Linked DNA regions of Capra hircus: region 1 is linked to region 2. A link is a contact called in public Hi-C data. All regions are on one chromosome and are shown on one strand. The core of a region is the stretch at or near the end of the contact, and the rest is flanking DNA. Distances in the headings are between cores, read along the strand shown. Region 1 has its middle 20 kb from the start of PLXND1. Region 2 has its middle 22 kb from the start of TMCC1.

Evidence for each region. A called contact is a pair of places that touch in the nucleus more often than the background predicts.
Region 1: a Hi-C map of blood shows a contact between it and region 2, with 4 times the contacts expected there. The contact joins two enhancer-like sites. A contact is called at or near these places in 2 of 5 Hi-C or Micro-C datasets (both in blood).

Annotation. Positions count from the first base shown.
Region 1 is chr22:56,094,024-56,099,490 of ARS1.2, forward strand. No RefSeq gene overlaps it. Among named protein-coding and RNA genes, the nearest start is that of PLXND1, 20 kb to the right of the region's middle. Within about 2 kb of position 3,963, at least 2 of the 5 cell types and tissues checked have an H3K27ac peak or open chromatin away from gene starts, as enhancers often do.
Region 2 is chr22:55,904,531-55,909,794 of ARS1.2, forward strand. No RefSeq gene overlaps it. Among named protein-coding and RNA genes, the nearest start is that of TMCC1, 22 kb to the right of the region's middle. Within about 2 kb of position 1,776, at least 1 of the 5 cell types and tissues checked has an H3K27ac peak or open chromatin away from gene starts, as enhancers often do.

The DNA.
Region 1 (5,467 bases), core at 2,713-5,212, 190 kb after region 2:
TGAAGCTAGTTTGAGCTGGGCTTTGTTGCCCGCAGCCAGGAGATGCACGTAACGGTGGACTCGTGAGACACTGTCCGCCAGTCCCCTCCCTCCCGGGCCACAGCGCCCCGAGCTTCAGCCATGCTGTCTGCGCGGGAGTGGCCGCATCGTCAGAATCGAGCGAGGGACCGGGAGGGGCAGTTCCAGTTCCTGGGTTGTGGAAGCAGGTGAGTGTGACGTCTGTGAGAGCTGTCGGCAGGGGGAGAGTCCACACAGGCAAAGAGAGGTGAGGCGGGGCACAGCCCGGCACCTCGGGCCCCGGCCCAGCTCTGCAACCGGCCACTCGGTCCCCGCCGGGGTTCACTTGTGTAGGACGTACCTATAATCCTCTTAACTAGGCACCCTTTGGGGGCCCAATCTAAGAAGGAACTGTGTGGAAGTTCCAACACCCAGCTGTTTTTTTTGAGCTATAAAAATGGCCGTATCATATGGCGCAGTGTCGAGTGAAGAGTATTCTGCTGATGAGGTCAGAGAGGTCGGGGTCTTGCCTAAGGGACTGCGTGTGCGCTCAGTCGTGTCTAATTCTCTGCGACCCCGTGGGCTGCAGCCCACCAGGCTCCTCTGGCCGTGGGATTCTCCAGGCAAGAACACTGGAGTGGGGTGCCATTCCCTTCTCCAGGGGCTCTTCCTGGCCCAGGGATCAAACTCATGTCCCCTGCATAGCAGGCAGATTTTTTTTTTTTTTTTTTTTTTTTACTGTCTGAGCCACCAGGGAAGCCCAGGAGGGTGTTGTGAGTCACCTCGTCAGGTACCCAGATCAGCAGCCAAGAGGCAATAGATACTCAGCGGAAGTCCAGCAGCCCTGCCGGTGTCCTGGACGCCCGTCGCCTCGCCTGACAAAGCGCTCGCTGTCGCCTCCACCCCTTCTCAGGCGCTGTTCTCACGGCCCTCTCCTCCATCCGTCTGCTCAGGCATTTTCTTCCTTCAGAGAGCCCCACTTCTCAGAAGTCTTCTTTGACCAGCCCTTCTCTCCACAGCCCCCAGACAGACCAGGAAGCCGTCTTCAGTCCCTTCTCCGTGTCTGGGGCCCAGCGGCAGCGGAGCAAGGCTCTGGGATCCCACCATGAGCAGTGGTCGAGCAGTTACATAACTGTCAGCCTCGCTGGCGCTGTGAGCGGACCTGGGAGGGGCCGGTTCCTCTGCTCTGAGACCTCGGGCTCTCACTGTTCTCGGGTGTGAAACAGTTCGCAGTTGAGGTAGACATCTCCCAGACATGGGACAAGTACCCAGAGGAGCCTGCGTCTGCAGGGAGCCCGGCCTGACACTTCAGAGCCAGCTGCCTGGACCCACCCATCGGAGAACTGCAAACTGCTTAGCTGGCAGCCCCTGGGAAAGAATTCCGAAACACCGCACCCTCTTACACGTTCAAAAATTGACATCGACGATGTCGAAGCCAAAGTGGGGGCACAGGGTTTACTTTTCGGGACATGTTAAATGTTGACACTGTAAGCTTGAGCTGTTTGATCACTCCACGGTACACATCCCATGAAGCTGAAGAGCGTAGTGGCCCCGTGTACACTCGTGTAGACAGCACACAAACCAGCTCCTCTGTATTAATGAGAATTCGTGTCAGTTTCTCTGAAACTTGTCTTCAGTTCGATTCCTCTCACAAAGTTTTAGCCCAGCGTAATTTATTCTTGGGGCTTCCCTGGTGGCTCAGTGGTAAAGAACCCACCTGCCAATGCAGGAGACGCAGGTTTGATCCCTGGGTCAGGAAGATCCCCTGGAGAAGGAAATGGCACCTCACTCCAGTACTCTTGCCTGGAGAATCCCATGGACAGAGGAGCCTGGTGGGCTGCAGTCCATGGGGTCGCAGAGTCAGACACCACTTAGCGACTGAACAACAACATACACTTTAAAAATATATTTATTTATTCAACTTTGCTGGGCCTTAGCTGTGGCATGTGGGATCTGGTTCCCTGACCAGGGACTGAACCTGGGCCCCTTGCATTGGGAGTGCAGCGTCTTAACCACTGGACCCCCAGAGAAGTCCTCAACAGTATATTCTCATGCCTGAAAGTCACTTGCTGATCATACCATCTTCTGCGACAACAACCGGTTTCAAATTTTTAAAAATTTTCTGTGCTCCTAAGTTACTAAGTGCAAACTGTTATTCTGCAAAGGTATGATTACAAATACTAGTACATGACTGATCAAAACTATAAATATTATAAGTTTTGATAGATACTGATGACACAAAGTATTATTTCACATGACATTTGTAATGGTTTAACTGGATTTCCCGTCTTGTGTACCAGTGGAGAAGTATCTACAGCTCCGTCTCTTCTTCATTCTTATTTTTACGGCTGTAAGCACTCAGAAATCTTGTCACATAAATAAGGAACAGAAAAGGAAGGAGTCCTGGGGGAACGTTAACCATGTTCCCTCCGTTTGCGTTTTACACCGGAAGTCAATAGTAATCCATCAGAAAGAGTTATTTTTTGTTGCCACCTGGTGACTGGCATTATTATGTGTGCATGATTCCATTTTTCTTAATAAAAGTTAAAGACATGATTACTCTCTGTTAGTTGACAAAAGGATTGGGTTCTCCTGCCATTTTGCTGCAAGCAAGAAATGGAAGCCACTGGACCGGCCAAAGGATTTATCTCCCAGTGCTGGCAGCCCTTAGAGCCTTTCTCCCTCTCCAGACCCAGCACAGGACTTCCCCTGGCCTTGCCAGCTGGGGGCATTTGCCATTGTTTCCCAAAGCAAGAAGCTGTTTCCTCAAGGAGTCATTTGAAACCCTTGGTGAATGGCTGGGGAGCAGCCCTTGGCCAAAGGACCTGCACAAATGGGTTCAGGCCAGGAAGAATGAAAAAGAAAGACTCCATCTCAGGCTGTAAGTGCATTCTCTGGCCCGCTCCGCCTCTCCCACACACCCTGCCCAGAATCTGCTACCTTGCAGTAGAGAAGACCTGAGTGGGACCTGCCCCGGGGACGTGTGGTTAAGGAGGGTGAGGCTGCAACTCTTCACATGCATCTTTTTCAAATACTTCAGCCTGAGAAGGCTTAGTGAATGCATTTCATTTAACATAAAAACAAACAACTAAATGTGATCCGGGATTTGGAATGCAGATGGGGTACGGGAATGCTATAAAAGGCCTCGTTGGGACAACTGGCAATATTTGAATAATATTTTGCCGAGTATATAAGTCTTGCATCACCATTACATCGCCTGATCTTGAAAGCCCTACTGCGGTTGTGTAATAGGATGTCCTTGTTCTTGGGAAACACACACTGAAGGATTTAGGGTTCAAGGGGCAGCACGACTGCAATTTACTCTCCCCATGCTTGGGGGAGAACTTGAATATACATAGAGGGGGGTCCGAATGCTAACACTTGATGAATCTTAGTTAAGAAAGTCCTAGAGTCCTCTGTACGAGTCTCAGAATTTTTCCGTAACTTCAAAAACGATTCAGAAAAAGACTCTGGCGCTTCAAGCCCGGTCTCTGTTGCCGCCTAGCGGCTACTGAGGGGATCGCACCCTCCCTGGCGAAGACGTTTAAACTCCCGGCCTCCGGCAGCGGCTCCCGGCGGATCAGAGATTCCCGCCCAGGGCATCCATCCCTGGCTGGGCAGGTTTGATTTTCCAATCCTAGGTCCATCCGCCATCTGTGAACCATTGCAGGCGCCTTTCTTGTGCAACCAAGGTGAGGTCACGGTAATGTTGGTTGGAGAGGAGTCAGTTTCAGAGCGTCTTCCAACCCAGATGCTTTCTGCAACCAGGGAAAGCGAGGCCGGGAGAGGGAACGTCGTCGTCGAGCATAGCTGGAAACGAAGCCTTCCTGACTTCTCTGTTCTCAGCAAACTGCCGGCCCGTCTCTTCATCGAGTTTGACTCAGATGCAGCCCCTAAACTCTGGGCTCCCACGAGTCGGCTCTCTGACTTCACTCCCTCCCACCAGGCGCCTCCGCCAGCCGGCCTCGTACGGGGTCTCGGTCCACACGGCTCCTCTGCCCCGACTGCGCCCCACCCCGTCCCCCCGGGCTGCCTCTTTCTCCCGTGCTTTCTGCCAGGACGTCACCTGCTCAGAGCCTCCGGTGACCACCCCTCTCGTTGAGCCTTCCCTCACCGGTCTCCCAGCTTGTGCAACCGTGCAGTCACCTACTTGTCGTCTAAACGATGCTCTGCGCCCCCTCTGCCCCCGCCCCACACTGGAATGGGAGCCCCCTGCAGACGAGACCCTCTCTGGTTTCCCTCGTTCAAAGCGGGGGCGCTGGCAAGGACAGCGAGGTTTGCCCCGTCTCCCTGATTCCCCAGCTTTGCAGCCACGTGACCCTCGGCGAGGGACTGTCTCCTGCCACCCCACCCACCCACCCGCCAGCGGCGTCTGTGATTTCGGAGGGGCCCAAAGCCCCAAGGGGAAGGGGGAGCGGGTGGCGGAGTGACCTCTGGGGACGGCGCGGCGGGGCGCGCGGGGCTCGGTCCCCGGCGCTGGCCTCCCTCCTGCAAACGAGGAGGGGAGGACACGGGCAAGGGGAGGCGCCACTGCGCGACCCGGGGGACCCCCAGCCCCGGGCCCGCGGAGGGTCCCTCCCCCGGGACAATGTGGGGCGGGGCCGGAGCGGACGTGCGGACAATGGCCCTCGCCCACCCGGCGCCGCTTCCGGCCTTTCACCAGCCCCGGCGGGCGGGAGCGGGCACCGGGGAGGCCGGCGCGGCTCTCGGGGCCACGCGTCCCGGCCCGGGAGGGACTAGGCGGCACCCGCGCGTGGAGACTTCCGCGGCCCGCACGACTGCGGCGCCCTAGGAGATGAGTACCCCCCTGCCCCGTCCCGCAAGTGGCCGACAAGGGGAGTGGTGGCTTTAAAAAAAAAAAAGGTTTTGCTTTGTTTTTTTATTATCGAGATATAATTTAGCTAGAGGGAAATGGACAGATGTCAAACGTGAATGTTTACAGGGTTATACCCTGGAGAAGGAAATGGCCACCTAGCCCAGTATTCTTGCCTGGGAAATCCCATGGACAGAGGAGGCTGGGGGGACTACAGTCCATGGGGCCCCTAAGAGAATGAGCGACTGAAAAACGACAACTATCCTTATTCATGAGGGCTCCACCTTCACGACTACTCACGCTGCGAAAGATCCCCCCTCCTAATGCAATCACATTGTGGATTAGGACTTAACAGATGAATTTGAGAGGGGGACCGCGTTTGACCCACGGCAGAGCCTCCGGAAGAGTCATTGAAAAACAAATGAGGAAAGAGGGGAATGAACACAGGTGCTGTCCAGAAGCCCAGGATGTGGGAGGCAGGCAGCAATCTCATGCATCCTGCAGGCAGGCAGGCCCTGCTCAGGCCATGCTGCGGAGCCACCTCCTGAACCTGGGCGGCACCTGGAGGCCCCGCCCTGCCTCCCTTGTGCTCTGAGTTTTGGAAGATGGGGAGGTGGGGCTAGGAGGAGCCTGCCTCCCAGTGTTCAGCAGGTCTTC
Region 2 (5,264 bases), core at 526-3,025:
CCAGATAAATATACAGCATCTCTGTGAATCCTTCCGTTCTTGATTGTCAGCGGGGGGAAATGAAATCAATTGTGTTGGAGAAGACTCTTGAGAGTCCCTTGGACTGCAAGGAGATCCAACCAGTCCATTCTGAAGGATATCAACCCTGGGATTTCTTTGGAAGGAATGATGCTAAAGCTGAAACTCCAGTACTTTGGCCACCTCATGTGAAGAGTTGACTCATTGGAAAAGACTCTGATGCTGGGAGGGATTGGGGGCAGGAGGAGAAGAGGACAAGAGAGGATGAGATGGCTGGATGGCATCACGGACTCGATGGACGTGAGTCTGAGTGAACTCCAGGACTTGGCGATGGACAGGGAGGCCTGGCGTGCTGCGATTCATGGGGTCGCAAAGAGTTGGACATGACTGAGCGACTGAACTGAACTGAACTGAATAGTCAAAATAATGAAATGGATTGATTTTTACCCCCAAAGAGATATAACAATCTTCAAATCTAACGTTGGTTATTAGAATCGCCTTTGGAACCCAGGATGCTAAAACAATAAGTAAATAAAAAGTTCAAACCAAAATGTTTTGAGAAAAAAGAGGAGGCCGGGTTGAAATATATGGGTACCAAAGAATGCCAAAGAGTGAGTCATTTTGTAACAGTATGGCTGCTGATTGTCAGTCCATAAAAAATATGTTCCTGGCGTCAGTTCCCTGAATGCCTTAAATGCGACTCACTCAGCGATGGAACATTTTGTATTTGCTCTTTTTCTGTGTGGCATTGTCAAAAACATCATGCACAAAAGTACAAGACGAACCCCAGGAGTGGACTCGAATGTCAGCTACAGGCCTTAGGTGATGAGGCCCTGATGCAGAGCCATCAGCTGAAACCAGCTGGAACCCCGGCTGAAGTGTCACTTCTTCACAGTCCATTTCTTATCAGCCCCCCAACCCCCGTTCCATTCCTGGTTTGAGGCCTGGAGGATAGGGCCTTTTCCTGAGACTGCAGATTTATCTGTAGCCGGTAGGTGACACTGCAGTGCCAGAAATAGCCAGACTGGGCTGAGTGGACTGTGGCCCCAGAACCAACCAACCGAGTTTTCAAATAATCGAAACGTGTGCACATACAGTTCTAGAATCTTAGCATCGGCCAATTTGCAAGCTAAGACAGGAAATGCTGCACCCGAGCTCTGCGGGTAGGAAGTTCCAGTGGGTAGCTGGTTTCAAGAGGCGTTTATTCTGTGGTATATATGTGTGAATTAATTCCTTGCCGGTCAGTGAGGTTATTCAGTGAGCACCTACTAAGTGCCCGTGAGCTGTGTTAAATGCTGTAGATTCAGCTGTGACTAGGACTGACTGAATACATACCTGCCTTGGGGGAGTTTGGAGACAGAAATATCAACGAGCAATTTAAAGACTAAGAAAATTACAGGTTGTGATATCAAGGAAATAAACAGATTTATGTGATGGAGACAATGGAAGGAGAGAACTAGGTGAGGAGGTGAAGTTTCAAGGGGAAGGCTCCAAATTTCTCAGATAAGAGCAGGGTTTTAAAAGCAACCTCCAGATGGCCTGTGCAATCACGCTCACGGGCAAAGTTTAACGATGCCAGCAGTACGTGTTTTGCCTCTGTTACCCAGGTAGCAGGCCTGGAGGCAAAGGTGAGCTGTAAACACCAGGCTTCTTTGATTGAGAGGGGGCGGACGAAGCCACAGCCACTAACTAGAGACCAGTGCCTGGGAGCCCCTCCTGGCCCCCAGGACTGCGAGTGGTGGGGGAGCAGGAGGCCAGGGGCCTTAGGGTCTAGCAGGCAAACATCTGCCCAGTGTGACTGCAGACTTCCCACCTGGGGACGGCTGCCCTGCACGTCCCAGGGGAGAAGCTTGGCTTTACCCCCTCACTGCAGCTGACATTCATTTGCCCCTGGCAGATCTGCATATACTTGTCACACACAGACACACACACACACTCTCATACATGCACAGACTTGTTCACCCAAATGTTCACACCCACACATTCACAGTCCCATCCGATTCACCTACTCAGACTCCTGTGCTCACACATATATTTATACATGTGGTCATAGCTTACACACTCAAACTTTCATAGCCACACGGTCATTCATTTATCTTCATAATTACACACCCTCAAACATATATACTAGGTGCTAGGTGCTCAGTCGTGTCTGACTCTGCCACCCCATGGACTGTAGCCTGCCAGGCTCCTCCGTCCGTGGGATTCTCCAGACAAGAATATTGGAGTGGGTTGCCATTTCCTTCTCCAGAGCATCTTCCCGACCCAGGGATCAAGCCCGTGTCTCCTGCATTGGTAGGCAGATGCTTTACCACTGAAGGGGGCAGCAGAGGATGAGATGGCTAGATAGCATCACCGACTCGATGGACATGAGTTTGAGCAAACTCCGGGAGAGAGTGAGGGACAGGGAAGTCTGGTGTGCTGTAGTCCATCGGGTCACAAAGAGACGGACACAACAATAAACATATACACTCACACCTTTAAACTCATGTAGTCACTAATATAGACACTAGTATAGTCACACAATTTTATACTCAAACATACTTAAATCTGCTCCCAAACATATACCCTCAAACATTTACACACACTTCCACTTGCACCTACTCAGTTATACACATTCACACATACAAACATTCACACATGTTGATGTATCTGTGCACGTTGATTCACACACATGTAATTAATGTAATTGTAATTGTGTAAGCACTCATACACTTACACACGTACTCAAATGTTCTACACCTCACACACATTCATATTCACAACACACAGTTTCACACACCCACTCTGCATTCCCTGACGTACATATATCCCACACATTCATACCTCACCCATTCACAGACACTTTCACACACACTTGCCAACATGTCTGCTTATACACATAGCCATATACATACACACACACAAACATTCACACATGTTTATACTCAAGCTCACGTATGTACACATGTATACTTACACACTCAAACATGGCATACACTCACACACGCATGTAGCTACACACACAGACATTTGCGAGGTCACATGCTCACTCATATAAGGAGATGTGCTCAGCTGTCTAGCCATTCAGTAGCATCTAAAGACCTCTCCTCTGCGGTCTTCTGTGTGCTGCCTGTGTCAGGGAGTTAGTGTGCTGACCAGATGACGAGAAACTGCCCAGGAACAGGTTTGGACACTGCCAGGCTCTGTACCCACCACATCTCCCCTGGACAGTGTTTCCTCACTGCCCACCTCAGGGGCCCTGGGAAAAGTCCTGGGCTGAGAGGTGCAGCAGCTGGGGCCAGACCCGCTGGGAACAGCCACAGCTGTCACAGATCCAGCCAAGGGCCAGGCATGTGGTCTGATAGGTGGGAAGCCACATAGGGATTCCGGGGACCAGAGGCTACAGAATCACTGTTTACTGCTCCCCCAGCCGAGCGTTACAACTTTGTACAAATAAAGAAACATTTGTTGAAAGGGAAAGTCGCTCAGTCGTGTCCGGCTCTTTGCGACCCCATGGACTATACAGTCCATGGAATTCTCCAGGCCAGAATACTGGAGTGGGTAGCCTTTCCCTTCTCCAGGGAATCTTCCCAACCCAGGGATCGATCCCAGGTCTCCCGCGTTGCAGGCGGATTCTCTACCAGCTGAGCCACATGGAAAGCCCAAGAATACTGGAGTGGGTAGCCTATCCCTTCTCGAGGGGATCTTCCCGACCCAGGAATCAAACCGCGGTCTCCTGCACTGCAGGAGGATTCTTTACCAACTGAGCTATCAGGGAAGCAAACATTTGTTGAGGGCTTTTTAAAAAATCATTTATTTGTTTGGCTGTGCTGTTCTTTGTTGCTGTGTGGGCTTTTTCTCTAGTTGTGGTGAGCAGGGGTTACCCTCTAGTTTCGGTGCACGGGCTCCAGAGTGTTTGGGCTTCAGCAGTTGCAGCTCCCAGGCTCCAGGATAAAGGCTCAGTAGTTGTGGCACACGGGCTTGGTTGCTCTGCATCATGTGGGATCTTTCCAGATCAGGGATTGAACCTCCGTCTCCTGCATTAGCAGGTAGATTCTTTACCACTGAGCCACCAGGGAGACCCTGTAGAGGGCTTATTTTAGGGACCAGAAGCCACAGATCATCTGATGGACCACAGACCATCTCAGTCTACAGGCTCTTTCGTTTGGGCAGCACGTGAAAAATTTTTTAATCTCAAGATCTCTGTGGGAGGGGAGAGTGCTTCCAGAAGAATGGAGTAAGGACCTCTGAAAATCCAGCCCTCTGTAAGGACAATGAGGATGTTGGCAAAAGTAGTCAAAATCAACTTTTTCAGTGTTCTGGAAATTAACCAAAGTCTTACAGCATTCCCAGGAACATTTATTTTAAGAAAAACAAACTGAGTAAGAGCCGTGAACTTTTGTGGCTGTTATCCAAGTCCATCTTCTCTTCCCAGCTCTTCAGTAGCCTTGAAAACCAACAGTTTCACAAATCATAATAGCCAGGAAAAACAGTCATTTAACAGCATCTGAAGGGGGAAGGAGGGCTTGGTGCTCCCTAAAATGTCCTGTCCCTGGGGCTTTGTCATTATTTGACCTGCTGGAAGTTACCTGGACATCTCTGCTCCCACAGCTTGTCTTTATTTGACCTGACTCAGCTCTGTCAGTGTGAACAGCCTTTTCCCTAGGGAACTTTGGTCAAAAAAAGAAAGAAAGAAAGAAAGAAAGGTCAGCAGCAATAATTTAACATAAAATCTGCCTGAAGCACTGATAACAGATGGAACACACAAGAAGCTGCACAAAAAAAATGTAAAAGGAAAGCTGGTGAATGATACATCCATAGAGGACTTTGAAAAGCTCCAGTATGTTATTGGAGGTCTAGAAGGCCATGCACATGGGCAGGGCAAGGCACCTGTCCAGGAAATAACCGAGATGGCCCTAGTGGTTCACTTCTGGCTGACCTTGAGGCTCTGCAGAAGCAGAAAGTGAAGATCCTAAACTGTCTGATAGAGCATCAGAAGCATGTCTCAACACACAGAGCCTCTCATCCAGGCTGGGAGACTTACTGGTGCAAGGCATTTAAAGAAATCTCCGTTCCATCATTAGCAGACCATTATGTTAACCAGACAGAGATTTTGGTGACCACACATAACAAAGAACACAGATTTTACAGAATTCATTCAGGGACTTCACCAGACAAACAAACAGCAGCAGCAGCAACGATGCATAACAACAACACACCCTGGGGAGGTGGGGGGTGTCTAATTTCTAGAATTGCTACACTTA